2 separate regions of the Sus scrofa genome follow, and region 2 is linked to region 1. Evidence: chromatin contacts called from public promoter capture Hi-C data. All regions are on one chromosome and are shown on one strand. The core of a region is the stretch at or near the end of the contact, and the rest is flanking DNA. Distances in the headings are between cores, read along the strand shown. Region 1 holds the start of SNRNP70 (U1 small nuclear ribonucleoprotein 70 kDa). Region 2 overlaps TRPM4 (transient receptor potential cation channel subfamily M member 4).

What was found. Promoter capture Hi-C pulls out the DNA fragments that hold promoters and counts their contacts.
Region 2: a promoter capture Hi-C map of fetal liver shows a contact between it and region 1, with 2.4 times the contacts expected there. The contact joins the enhancer-like site here to the promoter of SNRNP70 in region 1. A contact is called at or near these places in 2 of 5 promoter capture datasets (fetal liver and fetal skeletal muscle), 10 of 47 Hi-C or Micro-C datasets (embryonic fibroblasts, fetal skeletal muscle, liver and 4 more) and 1 of 2 datasets of contacts at active chromatin or transcription factors (skeletal muscle).

The regions. Positions count from the first base shown.
Region 1 is chr6:54,286,457-54,291,124 of Sscrofa11.1, forward strand. It overlaps SNRNP70 (U1 small nuclear ribonucleoprotein 70 kDa), which reads left to right and starts at 1,898. Exons shown (of 10, transcript XM_021094709.1): 1 at 1,898-2,120; 2 at 2,877-3,033; 3 at 4,422-4,484; 4 at 4,593-4,647. The coding sequence starts at 2,887. It also overlaps a transcript of NTF4 not described here.
Region 2 is chr6:54,371,538-54,376,205 of Sscrofa11.1, forward strand. It overlaps TRPM4 (transient receptor potential cation channel subfamily M member 4), which reads left to right. Exons shown (of 24, transcript XM_021094712.1): 18 at 2,373-2,505; 19 at 2,665-2,839; 20 at 3,091-3,268; 21 at 4,362-4,570. Among named protein-coding and RNA genes, the nearest start is that of TRPM4, 31 kb to the left of the region's middle. Within about 2 kb of position 2,549, at least 4 of the 83 cell types and tissues checked have an H3K27ac peak or open chromatin away from gene starts, as enhancers often do. A contact at or near this core is called in fetal liver, where this site is marked.

The sequences.
Region 1 (4,668 bases), core at 648-3,147:
TAACTTCCTATTTCATTTCCAATAAAATCTGCCCTCTCTCTCATGGAACGCTTTATTCAGGCAAGGATCCGCAATGGCTGCTACAACCAGGATAAGAGGAGCTTGGGAACAGTAGCAAAGTCCCACTGCTCAGATTACCAAGGAGAATATGTACCTTTGCCAGGAGAGATCTGGTAGCTGGCACCCTGACCAGGTGACTAACTCAGCATCATAATACCAGGACCATCTGACATCAGGCACTTCCAGATGTGATGAAATACCAGACATGATGCAATACAAAGTCTGCAGTATCACCCGAGTAATGTTCTTGCCAAAAATGTTCAATATCAGTCTATGAAAACCTTTAGACTCAATTTCCAGTTTATGGGCAAAATGGGGATAGTGGAATGAACTAAATTCCACGAGGAAATAATCAGACAAAGTCAGAATGCAGGACATAGGACTGCACACCAAACTCGGGGGAAAACAACAACATAACGCAGTGTGTGTGTGTGTGTGTGTGTGTGTGTGTGTGTGTGTGTGTGTGTCTATTCTATGTTAAAGAGGCGAGAGAGACATGATAACCAAATAAACGCGTGAACATTGACTGGCTCCTGTTTCAGATTAAGATAGAGTTCTCATGAGTCAACTGGGAAAATCTGAATAGGGGCTGGATAAACTTTCTAAGAGGTGAAAATAGCTGTGTTGTTGGGCAGAGGATGCCATTATTCTTAGGAGACATGCTGAAGCATTTAGAGGTGCAGTGTCTCAGCCATTTACTATCCAATGGTACTAAAAAAAAATACATTATTATTAGCTTTATTTTTCTTCAAACTTTTTATTTTGAAGTAATTTTAGAATTATGGAAAAGTTCCAAAAAATAGTGCAGAGTTCCCACATACATATACACAGAAAGCAAACGTGTCTATGTATACGTTATCTGTTTTTTAAGCCATGCCCATGGCATGTCGATGTGCCCTGGCCAGAGGTGGCACCTGCTCCACATCAGCAACCCAAGCCAATGCAGTAACAATGCTCATTCTTAACTTGCTGCGCCACGAGAGAACGCTTCAGGATATTTTTTTTAAGTAGCATGATATTAGCCATTTAAATTTTGTAGTAATTTCTGTAATTATTATCAAACAGGCAATTGAATCTATTCCCCAAACTTCAAATATTTTAACTTCTTACAGGTCTACAGGGCCCTAAATAATCCGCCAGCTCTCTGCTCTCTCAGCCAACATGAGATTCCCACTTTCCGCCCCAATTCAGGACCTTTGCACTTGCTGTTAAACCCGCCCAGATCTCCCTTCCATCAGTCTCCTTCTCCAGAAGGACCTAGTTCTAAAATAACCCCTCTATCCCCGCCCATTCCCGTACTCGGCCCTATTTTTCTTTACTGTGTTGGCCACCGTCCGAAATTTATCTTTTTAAGTGCCTTTATTGTCTCCCTCAGTACAATGTAAGCTCCAAAAAGGAAAAGACTTCGCTTCAGTCGCATGGTATATCGCCAGAGCCCAAACAACGCCACGCACACATTGGGCGCTCAATGAACAGTTACTGATTTCCTAGGTTAAGGAATCACACTGTTCACGTAGGAACTCTTTGCCAGGCGGCGGAAGGATATTTCAGTGTGAAAGACGTTACAGGCATGCGCGCAAGATCCGGGAAGTGTGTAAGAAAAGGCGTGGAGCATCAAGAGTCTCGCGGACAGAGGCAGTTGGAGCCCTGAGCGCGAGGTGAAAGGGGACCGCTTGGGGCGGAGCGCGCGTGCGCACTGTGACCTTCATCCCGCCGCGGCAAAGGAGTTTAAGGTGCCGGAAGGCGGGGTAGTGGCCTCGCGCGTGCGCAGTGCTCGCAGCGGCGCCAAGGTTCCTGTGTGTGGGTTGCACTTGACTCGCGCGGCGCGTGCGCAATAGGGTCGGCGGAGGGATTTGAGGCTGGTTCCACCCCTTGCCCCTGTCGCGAGCCGAGGCCGCGCGGGCTCGTGAGCTGTGGCCTGGTGCGCGCGCTGGGCGGGCGACAGAGACTGAGAGACGCGGTCGCCGTCTGAGTCGAAGCTAGAGCTAGAGTACCTGCTGCTGTGGGGCCGCCGCGAGCCCCTGGACCGTCGCCAGGCCGAGGAGGGCGCCGCGCGGCGGGTGAGTATGACTGAGTGGCCTTACCGGGTGCGGGGCCGCTACCCACAAGCCCCTGCGGTGGATCCCAGTCCCTTCCCCGGGGCCGGGCAGTCTTCCCGCGCCACCGCCACCACAGAACCTTTTTGCACGCCTTACCCAGAGTTCTCCGGTCACTTAGGCTTTTTCCATAGTCCCCCTCCCCCGCCCTCAGCGGTCACTTACCCACAGGCCTTTGCGCTGTGTTGCCTTTTTTCGTCCTCGCTTCCCTTCCGTCCTGGACCCTTACCCACAATCCACTTCGCCTGCGGGGCCTAGATCTATTACCCACAACCCCCTGGCTTGAGAGGTTTGCTGTTTATGACTGACCCCTTCTCCTGATCAGAGACCTCTTGCGGTCCTCCCCCTATAACCTTTTATCCAAGGTGCGGGACCACCAGCCGCCACGGCCCTAGACCTCCTTCCTCGGGATCCTTGATGCCCCACAAGCCCCCAGGGACCTTCAGCCCCGCAGTTCCTTGCTCAGGACTTCACTGCTCGGAAACCTGTTTTCAGTCTTTGTTTCTCTTCTCTTGCCCTCCCCCTCCCCTCCCGTTCACACAGCCCTCCCTCTAGAATCTGCTTGCCCCTGTGATTAAGGATCGATCGCGCTCTGTGTCCTTACAGGAGACTTTGAGATTTTTGTCCGTGTTTCTCTCTTTTCTTGGGAGGCAAGGGATTGATAGGGGCTTCATCTCCCCAGCCCACCCTAACATAAGATGGTCCTGCTTCTGCTCTCAGACTTGGCACGATGACCCAGTTCCTGCCGCCCAACCTTCTGGCCCTCTTTGCTCCCCGTGACCCCATCCCATACCTGCCACCCCTGGAGAAACTGCCACATGAAAAACACCACAATCAACCTTACTGTGGCATTGCGCCCTACATCCGAGAGTTTGAGGTGAGTTCACTGAAGAGGCTTGGAGTGGGCTGGATCGGGGAGTCTGGTCTCTGGCGATTTTCTAGCTGTGTGATTGAGGAAGGTGGCTTTTATCCTGTTTCCCTGTCTTAGATTGGTAACACAGCCCTTGTAGGGCTTTTGTGAAAATTCAGTAACTACCAGTTGAGGATTCAGACTCTCGAGTTAGGTAGTCCTTGGTGCGCCATTTATCGGTTGCGTGATGATCTTGGGCAAGAGGTGTATCCTCTAACTGCTGTGATTTTTTTCCCCCCCATGTTTAGCAAGGGAATATTAGTGTCTTTGATGTAATTTGATGGAGAATTGACTGTTTGTTTTTTTTTTTTTTTTAACGTTATGGGGCTTGACGCCAAGCAGTCAGTAAACATCAATTATTTCTTAACGTATAATGACCATTTTGGTCATTAATATGGTGAAATTTGTAAAGGGTTAGCACTTGGTGATTGGTGCATTGAAGACCACAGGCTTGAGAATTGCAGCTTTGTACCTGCAGGGTGAACAGAGATAAATGGCTTTGGCCCATGGGCCTCGGTTTTTTCATTTTCGAAATTGGGTTAACAACATCCACCTGTTGAGGTGCATCGGCGGACACCCGAGAAGTGCTGGCACACAGGAGTCAGAAGAAGAAAGTTCTGGCATCAGGTGGGAACGGGGAGGTGAAGGAAGTTGTGGAGCAGAAGTTTAGTACAGAGGTGACAGGAGGTTGGCTCTATAGTAGTATTTGCCAGCCTCGGTGAACCGGTATTTGGAAAATATGACTAGCCAGTTAAGTCAATGCAGTAGTTACAGGCTGGCGGCAGATGTGGTCATGTGACAGTTACTGTTTAATGAGTGCTCGCCGAGACCTTCAGGAACTACCCTGGCCCTCAGAAGGTGTCCAGTTGTTTGCCTCTGAGCACTGCACTGTCAGCTTCTTTTGCTTCAGGCCTGGTCCCAATTCTTATCTGTGATTAAGGACAAGTCTGCTGCAGAGTGGTGCTTTTGATAAACACAAGGATTATTTTCACTTTCTAGTATTTTTAGAGAAAGGCTACAAAGTTAAAAAAAAAACAAATCAAATTTCATTTGTTGAGTTCAACAGATATAAAGCTACTCTGTCAGATTGCTGTCGAGGTTTCTGAATACTTAATGCCAGTTTCTGTAGTTCTCTTGTCACAGACCAGTAACAGTTCCCAGATAGCATGGGGCATGGATCATGCTTTGATTTGCACCATTCCCCCACCTCCACTGGCCTAGGAACTGGCTGTGTTTGCACACATGCGTGTGTGTACAAGCGCAGGGGCGTGGCTGAGATGCTCATTATTTCCTGGATGGCGTCCCTTGCTATTTTCCCCTGTCCCTCCCACCCTGTCACCTCTTTTTGTTCCCAGGACCCTCGAGATGCCCCTCCTCCAACTCGAGCAGAAACCCGGGAGGAACGAATGGAGAGGAAGGTATGTCACGTTTGCCTCATGGCCCCGTATCTTCCTTTTGCCTCTTCCCTCTTCCCTGACATCAGGGCACGTCTCTGTGTATTCAGTGGTCTGCCCTTTTTCTCACAGAGACGAGAAAAAATTGAACGGCGACAGCAGGAAGTGGAGACAGAACTCAAAATGTGTAAGTCTCTCTCTCCTCCTT
Region 2 (4,668 bases), core at 1,299-3,798, 86 kb after region 1:
TTTATATTGCGGGGCAGTGAAATTAGCTTCAGCTATTTTCTTTTCCAGTTTCTGACACTGGAGTTCTTATCGTGGCTCAGCAGTAACGAACCTGACTAGGTTCCATGTGAACACGGGTTCGATCTCTGGCCTCACTCGGTGGGTTAAGGATATGATGTTGCTGTGAGCTGTGGTGTAGGTCTCAGATAGCCTCAGAGCTGGCATTGCTGTGGCTGTGGTGTAGGCTGGCGGCTATAGCTCCAATTCAACCCCTAGCCTGGGAACTTCCATATGCCATGTGTGCAGCCCTAAAAAGACAAAAAAAAAAAAAAATTTCTGAAATTATTTCAACTAGGTTAATTATGATTCAGGTTAAGTTTTACAGCAAATATTTGGCCCATCATTTGTGGTTTTGTCCATATCAGATTTTCCAAAATCTAGGATCTGTGTTTGTGAATTTTACTTTGTGGCTTTTCTTTCATGCCCAGTGCTCCTGGGTCAAATTTCTTAGTTTTAAATTTCATCAGGGAGGCCTGAGTGTTTTGTCAACTTTTTACTCTGTAAAACTTGGGCTCTTTCTGCTTATTTCTTACCTAATTTATAAAAAACAAATTGTGAAGAATTACCCTCAGAAATTTGCATTGCTCAGACTGGGCTATATAATATTAATTTGTTTCTTGCCAGTCCCTCCTGGATGAGCCTTTCAATTGTTTCTCATTGTTTATGATTCCAAATTAATAAAGTTTACATCCATTCATAAAGTTTAACCCTGGTAGCCTAGTGGTTAAAGATCCAGAATTGTCACTGCTGTGACTCCAGCCCCTGCTGTTGTGTGAGTTTGATCCCTGGCCTGGTAACTTCCGCATGCCTCGGGTGTGGCCAAAAAAAAAAGTTTACATTCGAGATGTATACTTTGTGGGTCAAAAGGTATATGTATTCTTGATGTGGACTGGTTTCCTTGTAAAATACCTTCTGTCCACACACCTACCAGCCAGGTAAGGCAACACCCTGTTAAGGACATGCTTCACAATAGCTGATATTTTGAATCTTTAAAATGTAGCTCTCATTTTCACCTTTACATGTTTTGCCAATCTTACGGGTAAAAATGACTTCTCCTTGTTTTAATTTATGCATCCCTGACTCCTAGTTGGGTAAGTTGGGCATCTTTTATATCTAATGGCCACATGTCCTCTGTCAACTGTCTTTTCATATCCTTTGCCCCAGTTTTTTGTTTGCTTTGTTTTTCTGGCCATCCCACGGCATATTCCTGGGCCGGGGATTGAATCTGAACCTCAGCTGTGACCTATGCCGCATCTGCAAGAGTGGCAACACCTGATCCTTAACCCACTGCGCTGGGCTGTGCCTGTGCCCCAGGGCTCCAGTGCCAATCCTGTTGTGCCACATTGGGAACTCCTGCCCCAGTGTTTTGTGTGTGTGTGTGTGTGTGTGTTTTCTAGGGCCGCACCCCAGGCTAGGGGTCTAATCGGAGCCGTAGCCGCCGGCCTACGCCAGAGCCACAGCAACACGGGATCCGAGCCGCATCTGTGACCCACACCACAGCTCTCGGCAGCCCTGGATCCTTAACCCACTGAGCAAGGCCAGGGATCAAACCCACCACCTCATTGTTCCTAGTCGGATTCGTTAACCACTGAGCCATGACGGGAACTCCGTTTTGTCTCTTTAGGTCAGCATCCATGGCATATGGAGGTCCCAGGCTAGGGGTTGAATCAGAGCTGTAACTGCAGGCCTACACCACAGCCAGCAACACAGGATCTGATCTGAATTTGTGATCTACACCACAGCTCATGGCAATGCCCAGTCCTCAACCCACTGAGCAAGGCCAGGGATTAAACCTGCGTCCTCATGGCTGCTAGTCAGATTTGTTTCTGCTGAGCCACGACGGGAACTCCCCCAGTTTTTAATTTACTGTGTTCATTGATCTCTTGCATGCATATATATTTTGGTGGGCCATTTGACCTACCTCTGTGAATTCTGGGTTGTTGTCCATTATCTGCTTTCCTCCTAGGTCGTTTGTCTTCTGCTGATTGGTTTGCTGGAACTCTGTGCATTTTGCCTTTTATAGGTTGGACAGATATTTCCACAGTTTTCCCAACTTGATTGCTGCAGGGACCTCCCAGCTTACTGCTAAGGCCATCATTCATCCAGCCATTATTTAATGGGTGCCAGCGCCCTGCGCGGCGCAGCTTGGCAATGTCACTGTCACTGTGCCAAATTTCAAATCTGAGTGAATGCCAGGGGAACCGGAGGGTCTCAGTTCTGGCCCTGGGGAGGCCACATCCTCTCTTTAAGCCTGGTGTTGGGAAGACTCGGGGTTTTCCTTTGCACCCTGTAACCTCTGAGTCTGTAACCTACCTCGTTTCCTCACACCGCAGGCTGACCTCGGGCCTGTATGACCTGGGCCGCTCTGTCCTCTGCCTCGACTTCATGATCTTCACGCTGAGGCTGCTGCACATCTTCACCGTCAACAAGCAGCTGGGGCCCAAGATCGTCATCGTGAGCAAGATGGTGAGGAGTGGGTGGGGCCGTGGTGGGCGGGGCCGGAGGAGGGAAGGGGTGGAGCCAGGGAGGTTATCTTGGACGCGCAGGGGCTCAAAGTCAGGGATGGCCGCGGGGCTTTGGGGGCAGGGGCGGGGCCAGACTTGGTCTCATCGTCCCCGTCTGCAGATGAAGGACGTGTTCTTCTTCCTCTTCTTCCTTGGCGTGTGGCTGGTGGCCTACGGGGTGGCCACGGAGGGGCTCCTTCGGCCCCAGGACCGTAGCCTCCCTAGCATCCTGCGCCGCGTCTTCTACCGGCCCTACCTGCAAATCTTTGGGCAGATCCCCCAGGAGGACATGGACGGTGAGAGGGGATGAGAGGGCCTGACACCCTCCCTCTGAGGACCCCCTCCCGTCCCCCACCGGCCCCCCGCCTTCTTTCCCCCTCTCTGAGTCTCTGACTCTTCCTCTGTCTCCTTGCGTCTCGATACTCTTCTCTTTCTGGGAATCTGTCTCCCTCGCTCCCGTTCTTTGCTCTCCCGCACCCCGCTGGATTTCTGACTTCCTTAAGGTCTAGGTCTCTCTGGCTCCATCTCTGAGTATCTCCCTTCACAGTGGCCCTCATGGAGCATGTCAACTGTTCAAGTGAGCCGGGCTTCTGGGCGCGCCCAGCGGGAGCCCAGGCGGGCTCCTGCGTCTCACTTTACGCCAACTGGCTGGTAGTGCTCCTCCTGGTCATCTTCCTGCTGGTGGCCAACATCCTGCTGCTCAATTTGCTCATCGCGATGTTCAGGTGAGTCCCCACTTCCCTCTGATCTGACCTCACCCAGCATGACCCTTGACCCCTGCATGACTTTTGAACCCAGCATGATTCTTTTTTTTTTTTTTTTTTTTGGCTTCTCTAGGGCCACACCCAAGGCAGATGGAGGTTCCCAGGCTAGGGGTCTAATTGGAGCTGCAGCTGCCGGCTTACGCCAGAGCCACAGAGACACCAGATCTGAGCCACGTCTGTGACCTACACCACAGCTCACAGCCACGCCAGATCCTTAACTCACTGAGCGAGGCCAGGAATCGAATCTGTGTCCTCATGGGTGTTAGTCAGAGTCGTTAACCACTGAGCCAAGACAGGAAGTCTTCTGATTCAAATCTAATGCTGGCTTGTCCCCAAATTCAGCCAAAGTCTGCTCCTGACCTGGACTTTGGAATCTTCTCTCTGAGCCCAGTTAGAATATTTTAATTTCTTTTTATTGTGGCAAAGTAAATGTAACATAAAGGCTGCCTTTGTGTGTGTGTGTGTGTGTGTCTTTTTCGGGCCACACTCCTGGCATATGGAAGTTTCCAGGCTAGGGGTCGAATCATAGCTACAGCTGCCGGCCTACACCACAGCCACAGCCACAGCAACTCAGGATCCAAGCTGCATCTTCGACCTACACCACAGTTCATGGCAACGCCAGATCCTCAACCCACTGAGCGAGGCCAGGGATCAAACCTGCAACCTCATGGTTCCTAGTTGGATTCATTTCCGCTGTGCCACAATGGGAACTTCCTGGCATACAATTATCGATAGTATTCTCTTATAATCCCTTTTATTTCTATAATGTTGATAGCAATGTCCCCATTTTCATTTCTGATTTTAATTATTGGTGTCCAGGCTGACTTTTGAACCGACTCCAACCTCTACCTTAATTCATGACAGCTTTCCCAACTTGACATCTGACCCTGGGCCCTCCTAACCCAACTACTGATTGGATCCTGTACTAACCACTGACTGTATGAATCCTGAGATCCACCTGCCGCCTTGGACTTCAAACAGCCATTGCCTTACAGCTAACCCTGATCCTGGGTTTCTGAAGGTGCTTTGACCTCCTGACCTCTGGTCTCCACAGCCACACCTTCGGCAAAGTTCAGGGCAACAGCGACCTCTACTGGAAGGCGCAGCGATACAGCCTCATCCGAGAATTTCACTCCAGGCCCGCGCTGGCCCCGCCCCTCATCGTCATCTCGCACGTGCGCTCCCTCATCCGTCGACTGCGAAGGCGCCGGGCCCGCTTGCCATCTTCCCCAGAGCCATCTTCCCCAGACTCCGAGCATTTTCGTGAGAGTCGGGCTTGGCCCTAAAGAAACCCAGGGAGTGGGACCTGGAGAAAGAGAAGGGCATGCATAGGAGGGGGACGGCCAGGACCACTGCAGGGC